2 separate regions of the Ovis aries genome follow, and region 1 is linked to region 2. The links are chromatin contacts, called in public Hi-C maps. All regions are on one chromosome and are shown on one strand. The core of a region is the stretch at or near the end of the contact, and the rest is flanking DNA. Distances in the headings are between cores, read along the strand shown.

Region 1 (3,802 bases), core at 823-3,322, 1.3 Mb before region 2:
GACTTCACCATTCCAGATCTCATTTTCCTCTTTTATAATATGAAGCGGTTAGGTTAGATTATCTTCAGTGTCTCTTACAGATTTAAAATGCTATGATTTTAAATAATTCAATGTTTACTCTATCAGGTTGTATTTTCTCAAATATTCCTTGTGCTCTTAATTAAATATTTCATAAGCCAAGGGACATGATTTAAGGTCACAAAGTTCAATGTCACCTAAGTTAAGACTGATTTAGTAAAAACACAAGATTGATTTCGAAAGATATGAATGAATTCCGGGTTTTGAGATGTGTGTAAAATATTGGTCTAAAGATTTCTTTAATAAGCAGGAGAAACATATTTGAATAGCTGCATTTAAGATTAGTATATAAGACATGAAAATAACCTGTCCATTTCAGAGTCATTTTAAAACTATTTCCATATCTCCCATAAATAAAATTGAACCTATGCCTAGATTTTTTTAAGGAGATAAATTTTTTCTAATGTATTTTTAAATGCCAATTATTTTGAGTGTTTCTAAAGGGATGATAGCAGATTAAGCTGTTTATAGATAGAAGCAATAGAACAGTAACTATCAACAAGACAGAGAACGCTTTCTCAAATATGAGTAGATGAAGCCAGTCTGTATTGTCTAGATGTGGCTTAAAATGTTTTCAATTTTAAATAATTGGATTAGTAGAACTAACAGTAAATAAAGAAATCTTGAGAATAAAATATATTTTAGGGTTGATTTATAAGTAAAAGTATATGCCTGCTTTTCCTTTACCAAGGTATTTCAGACAAGGTAGAAAGATTTTTATAAAAATAAGCATCCAGTGGATCATATGATGATATTTCTTTTTAAGGAAAATTACTATTTCTACAAAAACTCTCTGGTATTTTAGTTTGCATCCTTTTTTTTTCTTTAAAAAATAGATTTGTGGATCTTTACCTGAAGAAATGTTCCTCCCACACATCCAAACATTTTAGCTGTGATTTGTGAACAATACTCCCTGTGATATGTGTGTGTGTGTGTGTGTGTGTGTGTGTGTGTGTGTGTGTGTGTGTAGGAATTAGCAAACACTCTGGGTCCAAATGTGTATAAACATCCCTTTAGCACTGAGTGTGGTGATGGGTGCAGAGGTGAGGGAGAAATACAGCTGGCCAAAGCTATTTTCCCTTAAAACCGGAGTTGTTGGGGTGAGCCCGCAATTCAGCACTGGTGGGCCCCACTTCACAACCAGGGTGGTGTGATATAATTTGGGTGCTCAGTATACAAATTTTAATAGTAGCAGATGAAATAGAAACCAAACTCCGAAGAAGTTTCCAATGGATGCATGGCCTTTTCCTTTTTGGCAAATCTTTGGCTCATTATCAGACACATGTTCCTCCAATTTACCCACCAACAATTTCAGTTTACTATTGCCACTAAAAGCTTATGGTGAAAAGACCTGGTACCGCGAGTGCCCTGTTATTCTTATTACTTGGGGTCACAACCACAAGACTTCATACTATGGAACAAACACACACGTACACCCTTACCAAACAGGGCAAAGAGAAGTAAAAGGTGAAAACAAGATGAATTCACGCACGTTATTGTCTAAAGGCAGTTTAATATTTATGAACTGTCTCTCTCTCTCACACACACACACACACACACTCACACGCACACACCCCACAAAGTCTTTAGGCTCCAGTTACAAGCCCTGCGTCATCTTACCAGATCACATGGTAATTGTTGCTATTTCAAGGATCAAGTGGCATAAAGCTCCCCCCTCACCCCACCCCACCCCAGCCCTTCCCTTTGGTACCATATAGCGTGCAAGAGTGATTATTGTGTGATGGGGTGAGACCAGGCGCACTGGTCCAACCCTCCCAACTGGAAACCAGGCTCTCGGTGGGGTGGCGCGCGCGCCGTGTTCTCACGAAGTGATTGGGAAAGGGGGACGGGGGAGGGGGTCTCAGGGGAGGAAGGGCAGCTCTAATTGGTTTCTCAATGAAAGATAATCACCTATTCCCCCGAGAGGCGGGGGATTAGCACTCTGCCTCTCCTCTCCGGCGCTTTTAGACTTCTCATCCTCCCCTCGATGCTCCTAGTCCATTCAGCAGAAGCGGAGCGAAGACCGCGGCTCCTCGCGCCGCAGTAGGGGCAGCGCCGCCGCGCTCCGGGACCCAGCGCCCATTCACTCGCCCCGTGCGCTCCCGCCTCGCCCGGCTGCAGGCCCCGCCGCCGTCGCCCGAGAGAAAGTTTCGCGGAGGGGCTCCGGGAACAACATGAGCGAGCTGGAGGAAGACTTTGCCAAGATTCTCATGCTCAAGGAGGAGAGGATCAAAGAGCTGGAGAAGCGGCTGTCAGAGAAGGAGGAAGAAACCCAGGAGCTGAAGAGGAAGCTGCATAAATGCCAGTCAGTGCTGCCCGCGCCCTCGACCCACATCGGCCCGCGGACCACCCGGGCACAGGGCATCTCGGCCGAGCCGCAGACCTACAGGTCCTTCCACGACCTCCGACAGGCGTTCCGGAAGTTCACCAAATCCGAGAGGTAGGCGCCGCCGGGGCGCGGGCCGGAGCGGGGCCGGAGCGGGCGGACGGGCGGGCCGGGCGCCGGGGGCGCCGGGGGCTCCGGGCCGCGGCGGCGGGGCTCGGTGCCCGGCGCGCCGAGTGGGGGCGGCCCCGGCGCGCCGGGACCGGGGAGTGTTTATTTTTGTTTCTGCCCGTCACGTGCTGCGCTGGTCTCCGCCGGGCTGGGAAAGGCGAGCTCCTCGGGGAAGCGCGCCCCTGTGGCGTGGGGGTGGGGAGGGGAGCGCGGAAAGTTCGGTCGCGCCCGCTAACTTGGCCGCTGCGCACCCCGCCGAAGTCGCGCGGTCTTCCCTGCGCGCACCCCTGGGGAGACTACCTCCCGGGACAGGACCCGGCCCATCCCGGGGCCTGGAGAGCTTCCTGGAGGTGACCCCCCAGACCCAGGCCACAGGGCATGCTCCGTGCGCCGCTGGAGCCTCCCGGGAGCGGCGACGGGAGGCTGCACAGGGCGACCGCGTTCGGTTTAGGAACTGAACTTGCCCAGAGCCCGAGCCGGGCTGGGAAGGCGCGGAGGGGGTGAGGGGAGGGGGGCGGGACTGGGGTGCGTCTCCACTGCAGGGATCAGCCTCCGAGGGTCACTCTCCAGGCAGCAAGTGATGTCAGCAGGAAATTGGAAAGAAACACCACTTCTTGGATGTTGGTTTGCTCAGTTTGTGTCCCTTCCAGAAGTGTCCACCTCTTGGGCTGCATAGGGCTTGGAGGTGGCTCGGTGACCTTGCACCTGAAGCAGGTTTGGGGCTACTGCTCAGCCCTGTCCTAGAGTCGGTACTACCGCCCCCTCTTGTTTGTCTTCGGAGTCTGTCCCCGGAAAAAGTTGGGATGAAGAGGGAGGGGAGCTGCTTCTCTGGGCGCCTCCGGGCTCCTTCCTTCCCTCTTCCCGCCACGCTGAGAGCCAAGTCCTGCCAGTTCACAGTTGTGTGTCGCTCTTTCGTGGTGCGCAGAGGAGGCCCGGCGATTTTGGCCATAAGTAGGAAGTGTTTGCTCTCCGCTCGCTGCCTTCCCCGGAGAAGGCTGATCGATTGGCTGCAGCATTAAAGCGCCTCTGGACATTAGGGAGAGGAAGTGCAGACTCCAAAGCCCATTACTGGCTTTTAGTCTCTGGAAGTGCACGGCCGAAAGTGCATCTCGCAGGATATTGAATATTCCATTAGGCGTGCCTTCATGCCCGCCTACCTCTTACCCCTTCCTTCTTGTTAGATCGCTTGGTTGTCTGAGTTTGGGGCCCTCAGGGGACCCCTAAATCAAT
Region 2 (3,757 bases), core at 973-3,472:
CCCCCTAGGAGTTGAGGCCAATCTTTTAGGTAGCTATCTTTTGAACATTGAATGGTTGTGTTATAAGTTAAAAATTTATAAGTAATACCAAACATACACACATTCAGATTCAATATTTACAAGCAATACTGCCAGATATTTTAAAAGGAAAAAAAAAAAAGCATGCACTTAATATATTCACATTGACTCAATAGACATGAGTTTGAGCAAGCCCCGGGAGTTGGTGATGGACAGGGAAGCCTGGCGTGCTGCAGTCCATGGGGTCGCAAAGAGTAGAACACAACTGAGCAACTGAACCACACTAATATATTCACAAGAACTAGCTTTTTAGAAAGTAAATGTGTATGTTTCAGAATACCTTGGCAAAAAGATCAAGTCATGAATTGAATCTGATGGACACTTAAGATGTAAAATAGGACAGTCCTCACTTTTAGATCCCCTCTGATGTGACCATCTGCTGGGGGATTAAGAGGCTACCAGGGAAGCCCTTGGTAGCTCAGCTGGTAAAAATCTGCCTGCAATGCAGGAGACCCCAGTTCATTTCCTGGGTCAGGAAGATCCCTTGAGAAGGGATAGGCTACACACTCCAGTATTCTGGCCTGGAGAATTCAATGGACTGTATAGTCCATGGGGGTCACAAAGAGTCAGACATAATGAGTGACTTTTACTAAGGCTACACAGTTCTCTCCAGCCTCTAAAAGGCCCCATTCTGCCATGGGGTATGAATATATAAGTAACCAGCATCCTGGAACCCCAAAGGGCACCAGGAGCATAGAGGAGGTAACAGTTCTGCTTGGAAGGAAAGAACTGCTTGGAAGGAAAGGACACACCTTACTGCTCCCTCACTGTTCTCCTTTAGAGCAAAATCCATAGCCAAATGAAAGTGTGCAGATGGTAAACATTATGTCAGAGTGAATCACCTGAGTGAGCTTTGAAATCACATGAAGGGTAACCTCTGGGCAGTCTCTGCTCATCTCTCACTCTCAGTTTCTTTGTGTGTAGTGTGAAGCTCGTATACACACTCCCATCAGAATTGGGGGTAAGATTAAATGAGGAGTCTGTATGGAAAGCCCTTTGTACAGTGGCTCCTCAGGTGGTTAAATACAGTAAATGTTAAAAATCATTTTTATTTCTTAAGAAATAGTAGGTATAGGGATGGGAAGAGAGTGTTTAGGGATTCTTACCCAGTCCTATGGGACTAGAGCATGAAGTTAAAACGGAGAGTCCATAAAAAACAGAGGCCAAAAGGAGGCCACATTGTGGATTTTTTAATGCCCAGGAAACGATTCCAACTTGATGCAAATACAGTGAGGAAATATCCAGTCTTTAGGCAGTCAGCTAATGTGATCATGTGTTTCAGAAGGTTCATTCTAAGGATATAGATATAGAACAGGGGAGCCATTAGGAAACCTTCCACTGAGGGAACAATTTCTGCTGTGAAAGCAGAATCATTTTTATAATTTGTGAGTCATTTTGAATATTATTGTGTTTATTAGTTATAGATTTCTTTGGAAATGTATTTTAAGAGTTTTTGCATTAATGGTATTACAATTGTAATGCTAAAATATTTATACAAATCTATCCTAAAAAATTGCCAGTATGATGATTCCACTTTCAAGAACTATATTAACTCTAAATACAAAGTTTTATTTTGAAGATGACTTGCCAGAAACACTATTCTGTAAAGCGAGGTACGCAAGGATTCAGACGGTGAAGGAGGCAAGAAACCAAAACTGCTTCCTTTTGTGCGTCTGAATTCACTGTACAATACTTGCTTTTATCACCTTGACGTTTTCTCTTTACATCATGAAAAAAATGAATGGGATACATTTTGGTGATAGTCACGAATGCATGTATTTTTCAAAAGAGAATAATCTTTTGAAAATTTAAAATTGTATGTTTGGTTGGATAACCTTAAAATACCAAAGACAGATTGTAAGGATTAATGAATATATTGAAATATGTTTTAGTAGGGACAGAAACGTAATTTTTGGTTTTGATCTTATACAAATTATATCAACAACAAAAATTCAGATGACAAGTAAATACAGAATAGTTGTATATCTAAAAGCTAAAATGTTTTGTAACATCTGATTGAATATCTTAAGGATTGATTAAGTACCAAAGGAGTCAGAAAACTACAGATTTAACTTGAGGCAAATCTTGTACTTTTCCCCCCTCTAGTGGTGGTTTTAAGAACTGCTCTGTCCTCATGGAAATTCTCATAGAGTGACGAAGGAGAAAATATCCAAACTGTACCCTGAGGCCCTAACAAACTAAGGCAGAAGAGAGCTAGTTGATTTTAGAGAATCTTCAGAATGCTTCCAAGAATGCAAAAAGAACTGTTAGTTTGGAACCACAGACAGCTGTTTTGATTATTCTTGCTTATGTCTTCTTAGACCCTTTTGTAACATGAGATTGCTAAACTCAGAAGGGAAGCTTGAATTTTCATCTGGGGCAAAGGAGTCACACGTGAGACACAAGTGACACTGACTCTCAGAAGCTCTGGGAGCTGGGCCCTTAGCAAACATGCTCCTGGGCTTGGATCCTGTGCGAAACCAGCAGACAGCTAACAGCATGCCAGGGAAATCAGGATGATACTCTTACATGATTTGGCAAGATCCTCGAAATGAAGTTGCACAGACAGTACAAAGAGGTTTGCTATAAAATTTCAACTCAAGAGTGATAGTCATATACAGCATCCACATTAGAAAGACACTTTTTAAAATTGAAACTGAAGTTACGTATTTTCTCATCTTTGCCTCTAGCATTAGTTTAGTCCCAGAATTAGATGCAATTAGTAAAAGCAGGTCTGTAGAGCGCCTTAAATACGTTTTAATTCCTATGGCTGGAGCTAGATACCCATTTTTTTCCATGCCCCTTAGAGAGAATTGAACCTGTGGCCTCTATGTGGTTGTAGATACATAAATATTTCCAGATCACTTTGATCCTGTTATGAGAATTAAATGGATCAAAATGTCTCTAAATTTTCATATAGCTTTGTGTAAACCCAGTGACTGTATAAGTGTTTATATAACACTTCTAAAAGCTCTTCAGTTTTCACAAATGCAAGCTTTTTCTTTGTAGGCAGACAATTGCTTTTAACAAGTGAGTTCAGATTCGCCACTGGAGTGAATTTAATAGCCTGGAGATCCTGTTTCACTTTCTGAGAGAACAGATCCTATAAACTGCATTCTCTGTGCCATTCCACTTCCTGTCCTCAACGATGGGGATGCAGGGAAACAGCTGTTGTGTGGGAACTGTTCGGAGCTCTGTTTCTCAAACCACAGGTCATGCAAGGGTGGTTATGTAGGCTCTGTTTCCCTTCCTTCCAAAATAGTACCCAAGGCTCTTCTGACCCTGCCTCCTTCCACCTCTGAATCGTAAGCCTACTAGGGTGTAAGTTTATCCTACTTCCTTTTGTTGTATTTATTTTTAACTGAAGAGGAATAAATGCATATCCTGAGAGAGGCTAGAGTTCCCTTGAAAGACCTGCTAGGTAAAATATATATGAGTATATGTGACTCAGTTCTTTTGGTTACAGGGTTAACATCCAGTGAATCTCCTAAAGTCTAAAGCAAACCACCTCACTCTGAATTATATATTTTAATAGACTTTTTTTTTTAACCTTACTCCTAAATGGTATATAGAGAGATTTAATTATTTGATATGGTTAGTAAAAAATCTGCCTGCAATGCAGGAGACCCAGGTTTGATCCCTAGTTCAGGAAGATCCCCTGGAGGAGGGCATGGCAACC

The links. A called contact is a pair of places that touch in the nucleus more often than the background predicts.
Region 1: a contact with region 2 is called in a Hi-C map of tail adipose tissue, with 4 times the contacts expected there. The contact joins the promoter of PRKG1 here to the enhancer-like site in region 2. A contact is called at or near these places in 8 of 16 Hi-C or Micro-C datasets (blood, hypothalamus, mixed tissues and 4 more).

What each region holds. Positions count from the first base shown.
Region 1 is chr22:8,078,986-8,082,787 of ARS-UI_Ramb_v3.0, reverse strand. PRKG1 (protein kinase cGMP-dependent 1) reads left to right here and starts at 2,072. Exons shown (of 18, transcript XM_004020002.6): 1 at 2,072-2,518. The coding sequence starts at 2,253. It overlaps LOC132658439 (a long non-coding RNA gene), which reads right to left and starts at 2,676. Exons shown (of 2, transcript XR_009598090.1): 1 at 2,466-2,676; 2 at 1-2,327.
Region 2 is chr22:6,774,071-6,777,827 of ARS-UI_Ramb_v3.0, reverse strand. The region is part of intron 9 of PRKG1 (protein kinase cGMP-dependent 1); the gene reads left to right. Among named protein-coding and RNA genes, the nearest start is that of DKK1, 140 kb to the right of the region's middle. Within about 2 kb of position 2,222, at least 5 of the 54 cell types and tissues checked have an H3K27ac peak or open chromatin away from gene starts, as enhancers often do. A contact at or near this core is called in muscle and tail adipose tissue, where this site is marked.